Linked DNA regions of Mus musculus: region 1 is linked to region 2. The links are chromatin contacts, called in public promoter capture Hi-C maps. All regions are on one chromosome and are shown on one strand. Each heading gives the region's core, a stretch centred on a gene start, on an enhancer-like site or on the middle of the called end of the contact. The rest is flanking DNA. Distances are from core to core; before and after follow the strand shown. Region 1 holds the start of Itsn2 (intersectin 2). Region 2 holds the start of Dnmt3a (DNA methyltransferase 3A).

What was found. Promoter capture Hi-C pulls out the DNA fragments that hold promoters and counts their contacts.
Region 1: a promoter capture Hi-C map of pre-B cells shows a contact between it and region 2, with 3 times the contacts expected there. The contact joins the promoter of Itsn2 here to the promoter of Dnmt3a in region 2. A contact is called at or near these places in 4 of 39 promoter capture datasets (frontonasal cranial neural crest, liver and pre-B cells).

The regions. Positions count from the first base shown.
Region 1 is chr12:4,589,304-4,596,139 of GRCm38.p6, forward strand. Itsn2 (intersectin 2) reads left to right here and starts at 3,705. Exons shown (of 40, transcript NM_001198968.2): 1 at 3,705-3,929. It overlaps Gm3625 (predicted gene 3625), which reads right to left and starts at 4,428. Exons shown (of 1, transcript NR_169069.1): 1 at 492-4,428.
Region 2 is chr12:3,804,631-3,811,404 of GRCm38.p6, forward strand. Dnmt3a (DNA methyltransferase 3A) reads left to right here and starts at 2,350. Exons shown (of 23, transcript NM_007872.4): 1 at 2,350-2,490.

The sequences.
Region 1 (6,836 bases), core at 2,455-4,954, 790 kb after region 2:
ATCATGTGTATCACCCTGTTATAATAGGTCAACCTCAACCTGGTTTCCTAGATTGATTTGACTTTAAATCTTCAAGCCTTAATCACTATTGTCAGTAGTTCATTCTAAGTTTTGAAAGGAAAAAGGAACTGAGAAAGGGAAAACTTCACCTTTTATCCATTTCTCGGAAGAGAGAGAATATAGGAGAAATGCCTAGGTTCCATTTTTTTCTTATAAGCCACTAAAATAGATGCCTTAGCTAACAGGGGACATGAGCAAGCTCCTACCAAAGAAAGACAAAAAAACAAACAAGCAAACAAAAACCCCAAAAATGACTTTAAACAGGTCCATTTTCCCAGTACTCATGTCCTCAGATGTCCTGGGCATGGGGGGGTGGGGGTGGCAGAGCAGGGCTTTGGTGCTCTGCAGTGGAGCACAGTTACACTGTTGGCACATATTTAATGAGGATACCAAACAGTTAAATATTCAGTGAGAAGGAGGGGAGTGGCAGCTTAGAGTTTTACATTTTATTTAGCATGTACTTGTTATTATACAGGGCACAGGGCTGTAGAGGTGGGAGTTACAGGAGAACTTGCAGGTTGATTTTCTCCTTCCATCCTCGAGACCCAGAGAGCAAACTCAAGTCATCAGGAGTGGCAGTGGGTGCTTTTATTCACTGAGCCACCTCATTTATTTCAACCCATTCTTTTACATCCATGGATGTAAATCTACATGCAAATATGAAAGCAAGTAACATCTACGTTTTCATATAAAATATAAAAATTTGTAGCAAATAGACCTGCACTATAGCTTTAAACACTAAAGAAAGTTACTTAAAGGGAATTATAAATGGAAACTCTGGTCCTTAGGAAAGAATGAAGAATACCAGAAGTAACAAATATCTGGACAAATCAGTATGGTTTCTGTTGGCCATAGCCTCTTAATTTCCTTATAAATTATTTATTTAAAACTAAGGTTATACATAGCATTGCCATAGGCAGTCTATTAGTGGTAAAGGTCTTATGTAAAAGACAAGCCCCTGGTTCACACAGTTTCCTATATAATATTTACCTTACACTATGGTTGAAATCTGCATATTTTCCTTCTGTCTATTCTAGCCTGTCCTTACCATCATAGTCTTCTTTTGAAGACAGGCTGGGAGGTTTTTGGATGAAGAATGGGGTCTTTAAAAACAGGATCTATAAGGCTGGAAGGAGCATGAAAGGAAAAGAGCTTGTGGTTAGGGGTCCCCATGGTAAAACCTTGGTTTATAGTAATGGCCTAAGAGCCTATCCTAGATTTGGCAGAAAGGGAGAAATATGATATGCATAGTTTACTTCCCTGCTCCCTAAGCTTTTCACGCTACACCAACTACTAATCTTTTAGGGAATTGACAGAACGTCTCTGAATTAGGTAGGGCTTGTTATTCATCTACAGTCCATGCTAGAGGTAAACAAATGACAGTCAGATCTGGGAAATTCTGAGGGAATTCACAGGTAGAGTTTCAAGACCAGCCCATGAATGGAGGAATGAACTGGGAGGGTTGCTACATCACCTACCTGAATCATAAATTCCTAAAGACTGAGGATGACGAGAATTCTGGGTGGAGAGAAATGACTGACTATTTCAGGTGCTGAAGTTTTTGCTGGACACTGAGTGCTCTGGTATTTGGCTAAAGAAGACACAAGGAGAGAAGAAGGGTTTTGCAAGCCTAAAAACAAAAATCAAAAACGACAAAAAGGACTGTTTTTGCATAAGTAGGGAAAGAAAGATCTAAAGGCAGCAAGAACATTTCTTGGGTTGCTTCTGTGTTTGCCAGCCTCCAAAATTCCATTTAGCTTGCTGAACAGAAAGAACTACTGTTAGCAAGGCCTGCCCAGCAATCTGAGAATCCTTCATTTCTTTTCTTCCCTCATTACTTATATCCACTAAGTAAGTCCAGATTTATTCCAGAATCGCATATGTATGTATAAGAGAAGCTAGGCTAGAGGAGGCCCTCATACTCTACATTGTGACAGGATAGATTGATCTCAAGTTCTGAATAGAAACTGGAATTATCAGCACTTGGGAGACAAAGGCAGGCAGATCACTGTGACTCTGAGGCCAGCCTGGTCTACAAAGAGAGTTCTAAGACAGCCAAGGCTATACAGAGAGACCATCCCCCCCCCCCAAAAAAAAACCCTAAAACCAAACAAAAAAAATCCCAAGTTGTTGACTTAGTGTTTGGGATACTGCAGGCAGACATACAGAACTCCAATTTCTGATAGCTCTGCAGTTTCTTCAAGGGAGGCCTTTAAATGCACCTGCGTCCCACCGCCCTCCTCTCAAGGATCCAGCAACCTCAACAGAAAGAAGGCAAGGTGAATGTTACCAAGTCCCGAACACCAAAATGCAAGCCAAGGGCTAATTGAAGAGTTAAGAAAACACCGTGAGAGCAAGAAAACCCTGTTTATCACCATCAATGTTTGCTAAATTCCTCCTAAGAGTTGGTTGTCCAGTTCAGTTGGCCCTGAGCATCTCCGCAATCTCTTTCAAGTCAGACTTTCTATCTGCATCAGCCCCAACAGGGGTCAGTGAAGCCTGGGGTCATCTGATCTACACATATCTCTCACATTTCAATTGAAATCATAGGGATACTAATGTTTGAAAACATCCATTTATTTATGGGATTTTTAAAAAACAATTTTTATATAGCCTAGACTGACCTCAAATTCACAATCCTTCTCAGCAGTCAGACTGATGCGACTCGTTCTCTGTGTGCAGGGGTTACAGGCACGCACCAGTTTACGTTATGAGTTTTGCATCTCAGTACACTTCCTTCCATGGAAACCTTACACTCCCATTTTGCCCATTAGGGACCATCATTTCCTCATCCTCAACCTTAAGAAAGCTTTTTTTTTGTCCAGGGGGTGCTGTTGCCTCTGTCAAACAGCAGATAAAGAATGGTGATTTGAGTGAGGAAACCACAGAATAGAAATAAGTTCTAAGTATGAGTTTCTCCTATTAGATGGGTAAGGATGTTTAGCTTCTGCAAGCAGAAAAGTCCGGGACGGTCTTCCTGTCTGTCATGAGCTTGCTCTTGTGTGTGAACAGAGGGATGCTTTTTCTCAGTCTCTGTCTCTGTCTCTGTCTCTGTGTCTCTGTCTCTCTCTCTTTCTCTCTCTCTCTCTCTCTCTCTGTGTGTGTGTGTGTGTGTGTGATGGTGAATGGACAGCTAACTCTTGGGTGTGGTAAAATCCTTTAAGGAGAGTCCTTGAGAAGGATCTGCAGCAAAGGTGGAGGCAACTCCTTTGCACCTCTAACTTCCCCATTCTCAGGAAAGGCTTGCTCACATGTTAACGAAGAGACCTTCAGTGAATAAGAAGGTTCCAGCTTGAGAGACAGCAAGCTCCATGTGTGGTCCAACGGGGATGTCCTGGACATCTCTTGGCCCTTTCCAAAACCTTAGGGTCCTGTGGCAGGAAATGTCCCACCCAGTCCCCGGCAAGTCACCTCGAAGAGGAGGAGCCAGGTGGGGGGTCTTGGCAGCTCCTGGAAGGGCTGTCAGCCGCGGAGCTTCGGGACCTGGCGGGAGGAGAAGCATTTCGGCCCACGCCTTCCACGGTTCCGGGGGCGAGGAGGAGCGCCACGCAGTGTCACGCTCCCCACGGTGAGGAGTAGGTGTCCCGCGGCTAGGCGGGCGGGCCGTCACTGCCCGCCCGTCGCTCGCCTCCCCGCCCCCCGGCTTCCTGCGGAGGCCGCGGCCGCCATGTTGTTGTGGGGCTGAGGCGGCGCCGGCTGAGAGCCCAGCAGCCGTGACAGGCTGCGCAACAGGTTCGCTGCGGCCGGCCTGACGACTGACCCGGCGGCGGCGGCCGCGGCACGGCAGGGTCTTCCCGGAGCTTGGCCGCGCCCACGCGCCGGTGTCGAGGAGCGCGCGGGGTCGCGCCGGGACGTGCGCGAGGCGCCAGGTGGGTGAAGCCGCCCGTCGGCGCGGCCGAGGGGCGCGGGGCAGGTGCGGCCGCCGCCGCCCCCGGGGTTCCACGGGCCGGGCAGAGGGGGCTGCGCGCCGCGCACCGCCGGGTTCAGTCCTCGGAAGCGCGTGCGGCCCCCGCCCTAGGCCCCGGCCGAGGACGGCCGTGCCGGGCGGAAACCTCCGGCCCCGGGGTTCCTGCCTCCGCCGCGGGGCGGGCGGGCCGCTCCTCTCAGAGGCCGGGAAGCCCGGGCCCCTTGCCGCGGCCTCGCTTGGCAGGTGACGGCCTCCGCCTATCGCTGGTGGCGACCGGGTTCCGGGCTTTCCTTAGGGGCATCTGGGCTGGGTGCGCGTTGCCTTGGGGACCTATTTTATTTTGGCTTAGTTGACTTTTCTTTTCTTTCTTTCTTCCTTTCTTTTCTTTTTCCTCCTTGGTCAGGGTTGCTGCAGAGTGTCAGGTGAGCCGCATCCCGGTGCGTCAAAGTAGCCGGAGTCACGAGAGGACAGTGGGCGGATGCTTGGCGTCCACTGCTCGCGTTATAACAGCTAAAGTTGAGAACTGTTAAGCGCTGACTTCTGCATTATGCATTTCTAGGGTATATATAGGAAGCACAGCGAGGAGTCTCTGTAGCCAAAGTTCACTGCTTATTTAAGGGAGAAGAGGCACCTACAAGTGCATAGTGAGTAGGTAAACCGAGGCTGCAAGTTTCATTCTGCTGAAAGACACTGTTTGCAGGTATTGGTCATGCTCTGTGTTATTCAGTGATTGTCCGTGGCAAATACACTCATTTGAAACTTGCATTCATAACGAACAGGAACATTTTGGATAGACCCAGCTACTTTACAATAGGAATTCAAGTTGACACAGAAATTACTGCCGTACTCCGTGCTTCTTGTCTGTTTCACGGCGTTTCCTACTTCCTCAGGGGACGCAAGGTGTCACTTGGAATTTTGTGTTGTTAGCTTAGTTTAGGTAGTACAGACTGGAGGCCAAACTAGGTGCTTAAGCCTTTGAGAAATTGCTAACTTCCCTTTCACGGTTTGCTGTATTGTCATCCAGTGCTAAAACCTAAAAGCAATCTAGAAACATGGCCTACAACATTTATACAAGTTGATGGGAGGCCTGCAAAATTCAGTTATGTGCTTGCCATTACGTTGGCGGTTATTCTTATGACTGGTGTGCTGCTGCTGTTCCAAGTAATGCTGGTAACCATTTAACGAAGTTAAAAAAATGTTCAACATATCCAAAGGCTCAAATCCCGATATTTCCTGAGTGTGAGGAGATATGTACATTCAGGGGATTGGATTTGTACTTTAAAAATGCATTTTTACAAAAACAGAGTAACACACACCTTTTGCCCAAACTTAGAGAATTTTTCAAGAATTTATTTTGGTCATTTTATCCTATACAAAGTGGACATTTTTTTATATAATCTTAGAAATTTTAGAGGTGTGTGTGTGTGTGTGTGTGTGTGTGTATTAAGGAGTAAAACGACCATTTTACATATTCTCAGCATGCTGTCTGCTACCAGGGGCATGAAATCTCAAGATATTTAGTTTTGATTCATCTTCAATCTAGAGTTTCACAGAGTTCCATCCTTCTGATAAAAAAATATGTATTGTGCATCACCCACTAAACTTCCTTTAGTATCACAGTGTATCTCCCATGGTGGTCATTTATAGAGCACTTACTAATATTATATTTAAATAAGTATATAAAACACTATGCTCAGTGTTTTATATACTTATTTAAAGCACATGAAGGCCTTGTAAGTAATGTCCTCCCATCAGATAGATAAGTAAAATGTTAACTTTTAACTGACTGCTCTAGGTCTCGGAGCTAGTAAGAACAAGTGTCTTGTTTCAGTTTAGAATTCTTTTAACTTCAGCACCTAAGCTCTTTCTGCAATTGCATAGATCTAAAGCTGAACATACATCTAAAATGTATTTATACTTGGCTCTTTTACAGTGGTTGCACATTGACACACCCTCCGGGGTAGAACGTGCATGTAGGTATTCTTGAGAAAGAGGAACTGAATGGGGCTTAAAGGATATGAGGCACAGAGGAAATGGGGGAGGAAACTGAACAGAAATAACAGTGAATAGACCGAGAAATAATGTATTTTCATAACTCTAAGAGTGCAACGTATTTCATTTGCAGTGTTTTGAGAGGTTCAATTAAAGGGCAGTTTCACAGCCATATGAAGACACTAAATAACGTTGTTATATACTGTCAGCCATATCAAGACACTGAATAAAACTCTGTTATTTACTGTACAGCTATTCAACTGTGATTATGGCGGACAATCAGGGAGTTACTACCAGATGGGAGACACTTAATTTGTTGTATTTAACCACCTGGCTTATGTTTTCTGAATCCTTTTCATGGTCAATGCATATTCATTTGAGGAAAGGTCTGGTTTAATAAAAATTGAGTACATGTTTACAACTCTGTTGGATAAAAGTATAGGCTCTCTAGTTAGACCTCCTACCTCAGCTCTAGTTCCAAATAGTTGTATGACCTTAAGCAAGTTTCTTTAATTCTCCAATTTCTGTTTCTTCTTCATCTTTAAAACAGGGATAATGATAGTCCCCATTTCATAGTGTTGTATGTAATATAAAGTGCTTAGTTGCTGTGCCTAGCATAAGTGCCCAGTAAGTGTTACCTGCTATCATCCCAGCCTGCTTCCTTCAGTGAGAAATCTCAAGCTAATTAGTCTGTCGTCCTCTCTGTGGTGCTGTCTCTCTTAGGTTTGTGATTTATTCTAATTACTGTAGAAAATAGCCTTTTCTTTTGGTGTTCAGTTTTTAATCAACATCAAAATGAGCCATATGAGAAGGCTAAAAAATGCATTACAAGAGTCTTCCTCTGTAGTTCCCTTCATTTCTACTACTTTGGATCATC
Region 2 (6,774 bases), core at 1,100-3,599:
AAGGGCCTGCCCATTAATGTGTGAGCCTATCTAGAGGGATGCTTCTTATTCCAACTGTGACAGAGCCTCAAGGTCAAGCCCGTCTCAGCAGCACCCAGCACTGATGTGCTTCCTCGCTGGACCAAAGACGCAGTGTTGGTGTCTCGAGCCAACGGTGACGCCCTGCAACTGCTACACACTGGTCCCAAGTCCCCTGACAGTTGCTGTGGGCCTGACTACATGAGCATCACAGACATCCCATGCTGTCATGGCTCCCCATGACAGCACCATCAGTACTGAATACAGACTTACATTTGGCTCTCTCATTTGGTCAGTTTTGGCTTCTTCCCACTGTAATATGCTGACCTGAGTCAAATGAACCTGGACTTAACTCTTGCTCTGCCACTTCCCAACTCAGGGTTAAGCCTGGATGGCTTTTAAAAATTGTGCATAAGCATGTTTTTCTTGCTCCTGTGTACCATATCCCTGCCACATCCCCTGGATCTGAAGTTAATAGTCAGTTGTGAACTGGCATGTGGGTGCTGAGAACTACACCCAGGTCCTCTGGAATAGCAGCCAGTGCTTTGGACTGCTGAGCCAGTCTCTCCAGCCTCATGGTGAGCTTTTTGTTTGTGGTGTTAAATCCTGAACCCAAGACTTGGAGGTTACCAGGCAAATGCTCTCCCACCAAGTTCCATCCCCAGTCCAAGCATGGGTTTCTTCACTGAAAAGTTGGAGCAGTACAAGTCACTCGACAGATGGAAGTGTTTGGTGGCTGGTGGCTACTCTTTAGAGGTAGTGCCATATAACTCTTGAAGTCGAGGCCTTTCTCTAAAATGGTCTTGTCCTTAGTCAAGCTGGGAGCATCATTTGGAGGGCTATGGATTTGGATACAGGAAGCCTGCAGTTCATACAGTCATTCAACCAACATTTATGAGGACGTAGCATGTACAGGTGCTGAGCTGTATTGAAGGCAAACGGTGTCCTTGTCCTCACAGGGCATGACGAGTCCTAAGAACTGGCCAGGTGAAAGACTATGGGTGGCAGAAATGAACACCAGTAGTGGAGGGTGGGGGTGCGATATTGAGTGCTATTAGGAAAGGTCAGGACAGTTGCTTTGGGGTAGGGAAGACTGAAGTGTAAATGTGCCCTGCAAATAGGAAAGGGTGGTTCTGTATTTCAATGAATTAGGCAACTGTCCCTTTGATCCTCAAATGGGGTGAAGTGTTCTAGGTGGGGCGTGTTCTATGGGAACCTGCTTCAGCATTGAGGGTCTGCAAATAAGTGTGCCGTGGGTGTGGGAGATGCAACTCAGGACACTGGGGCACTGAAGGGCTGGATGGATGGTGCTGTCCAGTGACAGGAGGGAGGAGCCTGACAAGGAGGCTGGGAGTCAGGGGATTCAGTGCCAAGCTCCAGTGATGGTAGCTGGAGAGGTGAGCACTACAGACCCGGAGCCCTGAGAGCACCCCCACACTGAGGGAGCCAGGTCTAGTGCCCGTCTGCAGAGAATCTTGCAGCTGGAAGAGGCAGGCCTTCAATGTCATTTAGTTCAACCTTCCACCTCTTCAGATCTTTCCAGAGCCCACCTGAGGGCATCCAACTCTTTTTGGACACCTCAAGGTACGGAAAGCTTACTGCCTTCTAGGGAGCCCACTCCGTGGCGGTGCTCGATGCTCTAGGATGGCCTCGAGGCGCCAGGCGCTCCGACCTTGGCCCTGTGCAGCCGTCTGGCCACCGCGGCACCTGGCTGTGGGTGGCGACGCGGCTGAGCAGGCGCTGCTGTCCCCAGCCCCAGTGCTGAGGCGCGCAAAGCGCAGTGGGCTCTGGTGGAGGTCGGGAGAACTGCAGGGCGAAGGCCGCCGGGGGCTCCGCGGGCGGCGAGGGGGGGGGACGGGGGGGGGCAGGCACTTGACACCGGCCCGGGAGAGGAGGGGCAGCTGTCCCTACGACCAGTGCTGGATGCGGGGACCCAGCGCAGAAGCCGCGCCAGGTAGAGGGGCGCCGCAAGGTGGGGAGGTTGCGGCCGGGGGACCACCCGAGGGGCACAGGGCGGCCGAGATCGCAGCTCCGGCAGGGTGCCCGGCCCGGAGCGCCGCAGTCGGGGCGCGGCGGGGTCCCGAACCCGCTCCTCCCGCCGGGGGCGCTAGGACCGTCCGCGGCTCGGATAGCTCCCGCCGCGGCGCCCCGGGGCCCCCGGGGTTGCCTCCCGGGCGGCTCCGCAGCGCCGGGGCCAGAGCCAGCGCGGCCACGGGGGGCGAGCGGCGGGCGGAGGCCTGGGCGGCGGGCGGCCGGAGGGAGGGAAGGAGGAAGGCGGAGAGAAGAGGCGGGCGGGGGGGACCCGGCGGAGGAGGCGGAGAGAGGGAGCGCGACAGCGACGGAGGGAGGGAGCGCGGCAGGCAGCGGGCGGGCCGGGAGGCGGCGCGGGCGGCGGCGCGAGCAGAGGACGAGCCGGGACGCGGCGCCGCGGCAGCAGGGCGAGCCGGGCCGCCCGACCCGCCGGGCCACACGGTAACCAGCACGGCCTGCGGCCCGGGAGCTGAGAGGGCGGGCGGGCGGGAGGGCACAGCAAGGCGGTGGGGAGCGCGGCTCGGACCCCGCAACTCGGCGCGCGGTGCTGAGAGCGCGGACCGCCCGGGCCGAGGGTTTGTTTATGTCCCCGCCGCTCGCCCGCCGCTCCTCTTCTGCGCGCCGCCTCCGCCGCGGACGCCCCTCGGCGCCCCCGCCCGGCCCGGGCTCAAGTTCAAGTCCGTACAATGCCGCGGGGGGCCTCCGCCGGCCTGCGCGCCGCCCGACGCGCGCTGCCGCAGGGCCCCGCCGCCTCCGCCTTCCGGGCTCTGCCCCCGCCCGGGGGCCCGGTCGGGGCCTGCGGCCGTGCGCTGCGGAGTGCGGACGGGACCGGGAATCGGGCGGCGGGAGGGGAGAGGAGGGGGAGGGGGCGCGGGCGGCCGGGGAGCGCCGTGGCCACGGCAGAAAATGGCAGCCTGGCACGACCCGGGCCCCGCGCCCGCCCCGCCCCTCCCCCGGGCCTGCAGGCTCCGCGCGGCGGGGGGGACCCTGGAGGCCCCCGGCAGGGCCCAGGGGCGGCCGGGGCCCGCGCCGGGGAGCGCGGCGTCGCGATCTTCCCGCGGCCACCTGTGGCTTGGGGGTGCGGGGCGCCGGCGGGCCTGGGAGGGGCGCGCGCGTGGGGAGCGTGCCCGCTCGGGGGCGCACGCTCCCGCGGAGGCCAGGCGGAACGGCGTGGAGGGGGGGGCGTCGCGCCCGGCTCCTCCCTGCCCCCGCTGCGGGCCGTGGGAGCGGGGTGGTGGTGGCGGCGGCGGCGCCGCAGTATGGGGGCGGGGCGGGAGTGGGCGAGGATCCCCGGGCCGGGCCGCGGGGGACTAGAAGGTGCGGGGGCGGGAGCAGCAAGGCTGGAAATGTCTCCGGTGGGGATGCCGGGGTCGCCCCCTGAGGCAGACTCCCCTTGCATACACTCACACGCACCCCCGCCGGGCCGGTGTAGACGTGTCCTTGAAAGCTTCGCATCTGCACAGTGAAGGACGAGGCCTCGCCGAGGCTGCGGATCGGGGGTCTCAGTCCCCATGTTGCCCTCACCTCAGGAGACACCCGAGCCTCCGAGCGGCTCCGGCCGCGGTCCGTGTCCTGCCCTCACCCGGACTCCCTACTCCACGCCGTCTTGCCCTCCCTCGTTGGCGCGGACCGAGCTGGCGTGCGTCCAGGGCCCGCCCCCAGCCTCCCCCAACCCCTCTTCGCGGGGCCCGCAGCCCTATGGCTGCCAAACTTCATTTTGCTTTCCTGGAGCCTGCCTTCTTGGGGGCACCCTCTCCCTTCGCTCCCCACTCAGTAGTTGCTCTCCCCCTGTCTCTGCATCCCCTCCTCTCCTCTTTTCCTGCAAGGCCAGCTGAGTAGGTGTGGACACCCTGGGTGAGAGAAGGCTCCCACTGGGTTCTCAGAGCTCCCTTCCCGGGCTCCCAGGGGGAGCCTTCTGTGGCTGCACCTTGACCTAAGATGGCGTCTTGCACCCAGCTGGGCAGTTCTGACCTGCGTAGGGCTGGGGAGGAAGGGCGGGCTAGGGACTGCATAACTGCCCCCTCTCAAACCAGAGGGGACAGGAGCCTTGGGGAGGAGTATCTTCGGCCGAGTGACCCAGCTTGCCCCTCACTGCAGTGCCCAGAGACTGCCATCAGCATCCCCGGGGACAGTTCAGTCTTCATGTTTCACCCTGAGCTGCCAGCGGCTGAACCTCCTCCTGGGCAGGCTGTGCAGGGATTCTGGGATCAGGTGCTACTCCACTGTGCCTCCTCCCTCCCAGGCAGATGTGACAGCTGCAGCCTGGGGAGCTATTCTTGCGTTGCTGGGGTGTTAGGACTGACCTGTGGGATTTGGAAAGCCCAGCAGCCTGGCAGACCCTCTTTGGGCTATCCTCTGTGCAGACAGGGGCCATTTGCAGGTAGTTAGAGCAGTCACTTGCTTTTGGATAGTTGGGTTGTGTAAGTTCCTGTGGGCTTTGGGGGCAAGCTGACTTGTCCCCTCTGCCTCTGGGGTCCATTAAGGCCCTTGTGGAGCTGTTATTGACAGGTAATTCTGTCGAAGAGTGGTGTGTGTGTGTGTGTGTCCAGGTAGGGGCCCCCAAGCCAACTTATGTCATAGGTCTGGCACCTTCCTCCCCCTTCCCTGTGGCCTCCTTCTCTAGGCCCTGCTGCCTCTCAGAGCCCCCCCCCCCCCGCACTCCTCCCCCCCCCCCTCCATGCTTTATCTTTGCACCCTTCCCCCATCAGATCTGCAGCTCCTGATTCGTGTGCTCCTGGTGGCCCAAACTTTTTCTTGTTACTTGGCCCAGCCTCTCCGGTGTTCGCCAGGAGCCTAACCTGAGGAAAGGTGTGTTCCCTTTAGACTCAAGGTCTGCTTTCCACAGTGGAGGAGCCCAAGAGAGGCCGCCAATGGCCATTTGTCAGGGTGTCTGCAGGCAGGATTCCTCTGTGGGGTGGGGGTTGGATGCAGCTTGCAGGCCCATTCCAACTTTGAAATTCTATGGCTCTGATTTTCCTGGTGGAATTTCAGACCCAGAATAGGGCTAGAGTGGTATGTTTTCCCTCCACGGTAGTGGTCATGGAGAAGGTAGGGGCTGCCAGGGGTGGGCTTTGGCAGAGAGGGGAGAGATGACGTGTTGATCTGTCAGGTCTGACTGCAGAGGATGGAAACCACAGCTTCCCTGAAGCCTCTCCACTTGGTGCTCTCCTGAATGTACTGTGTGGAAATGTGTGTGTGGGTAACTTGCAAGGGTTGTCCCCAGTCCAAGCTGTTGTATGTCCCTGGGTCCCTAAAGGTAGTTCACCATCAGTTCCATGCCCGGTCCCCCATTCTTTCCCACAAGCCAGCAACGGACAAGATGGAGCTGAAGGATCCTTGTCCAGCCTCTCTGGGTGGGAGGAACTGAAGGTGATCTGCCTTCTTCTGAGTGTTCCGTTCATTCGACATTAGTGGTGCCCATGAGGAAGGCTACTAGACAGGCTCCCTACTCTCTCCTAGGATGCATTCTGTCCTAGCCCTTCAGTTGCTGGTTAGTCCAGTGGTTATTGCCTGCATGTAGGCCTCCGTTGAGAGAGCACCTGGAGAGTTCAGCTCTCCTCCACCCCCACGCCCCCAGACCCAAGTTACTTCCCAGATTCCCTCAAGATTTCCATCTCAGGGAGCTAGATAAGGCACACAGAGCCTTACCTTTCAGATGGGTGGACCCTCTTCTAGGATGTTCCCATGAACACTCCAGCCCTTAGGAAGGGACCTAGGAGCCCCTGGAGCATTAAGAGCTGGGTTGGGGTCTTTGTGGGAGAGGCCAAGCGGGTTCTGTCCCGTTCCTTATGTGGTTGGCTCTGCCTTGCAGGGCCTGAGAAAGAAGGGCTGTTTACCCCCCCCCCCCCCCAGCACTTACTGCCGCCTCCAGGTCCTGACCTAAGTCTCCTTCACCACCTCCTCCCTGCTGTTGATTGAGCAGGTCTGGCTGGTAGAAGTCAGAGCTGCAGTGTGATCCTTGGGGGAGTTGGCTCTAGCTCCATTTTAGAAGCCGGCAGCTTTCTCAGCAAGGCTGGGTTTCTACAGGAACTCTGCTGCTCCCGACCAGGGCTTTAATAGTAAATTAAAGGTGCCAGGCTCCTTTCTCCTGTCCCCTTTCCTCCTGTCCCCTCCTACCCTTGAGTAGGAGGGCCCTGCTCTGTAGTCAAGCTCTGTAGACTGGCCTTCAACTAATTTCTTAGCCTTTGTCTCCCAAGTGCTGGCATTATAAGGGGGTTTGTGTAAACTTTAAGGGCTTATTTAGGGTCATTTGTGGTGGGTTTTTTTTTTTTGTTTGTTTGTTTGTTTGTTTTTGAAATCATGCTTACCCAGACTGGTCTCAAACCTTCTTCAGCCTTCTTTAAGCTCTCTTGTATCTGGGGTGACATGCATCTGGCTTCATTTGTCTTGTTGATTATAGTGTTTTTCCCAAAGAAATGAGCCAATCCAGTTCCATTAACACAAGTCTTTCACTGAAATCTGTGTTGTGTCCGAGCTGCCTCCATTTGGCTAATTGTGTGGGCAAGATGGGGTCCACGCTGTGTGTCTGCATATTTGCGCAGACATGTATGGACACACAGCTTGCTTTATGTGAGCCAGGTTCAGCATGTCGTGTGGTAAGCAAGGGTCCTGGAGTTAGGGGGAGGTATCTGTTGACTCAGCGTAGCTGTAGGACTTAACTGCTGGCTGCCAGGACGTATGTAAGAGCCTAGCGCCATCTTAGCCAAGGGGCAGTGGATGTGTGGG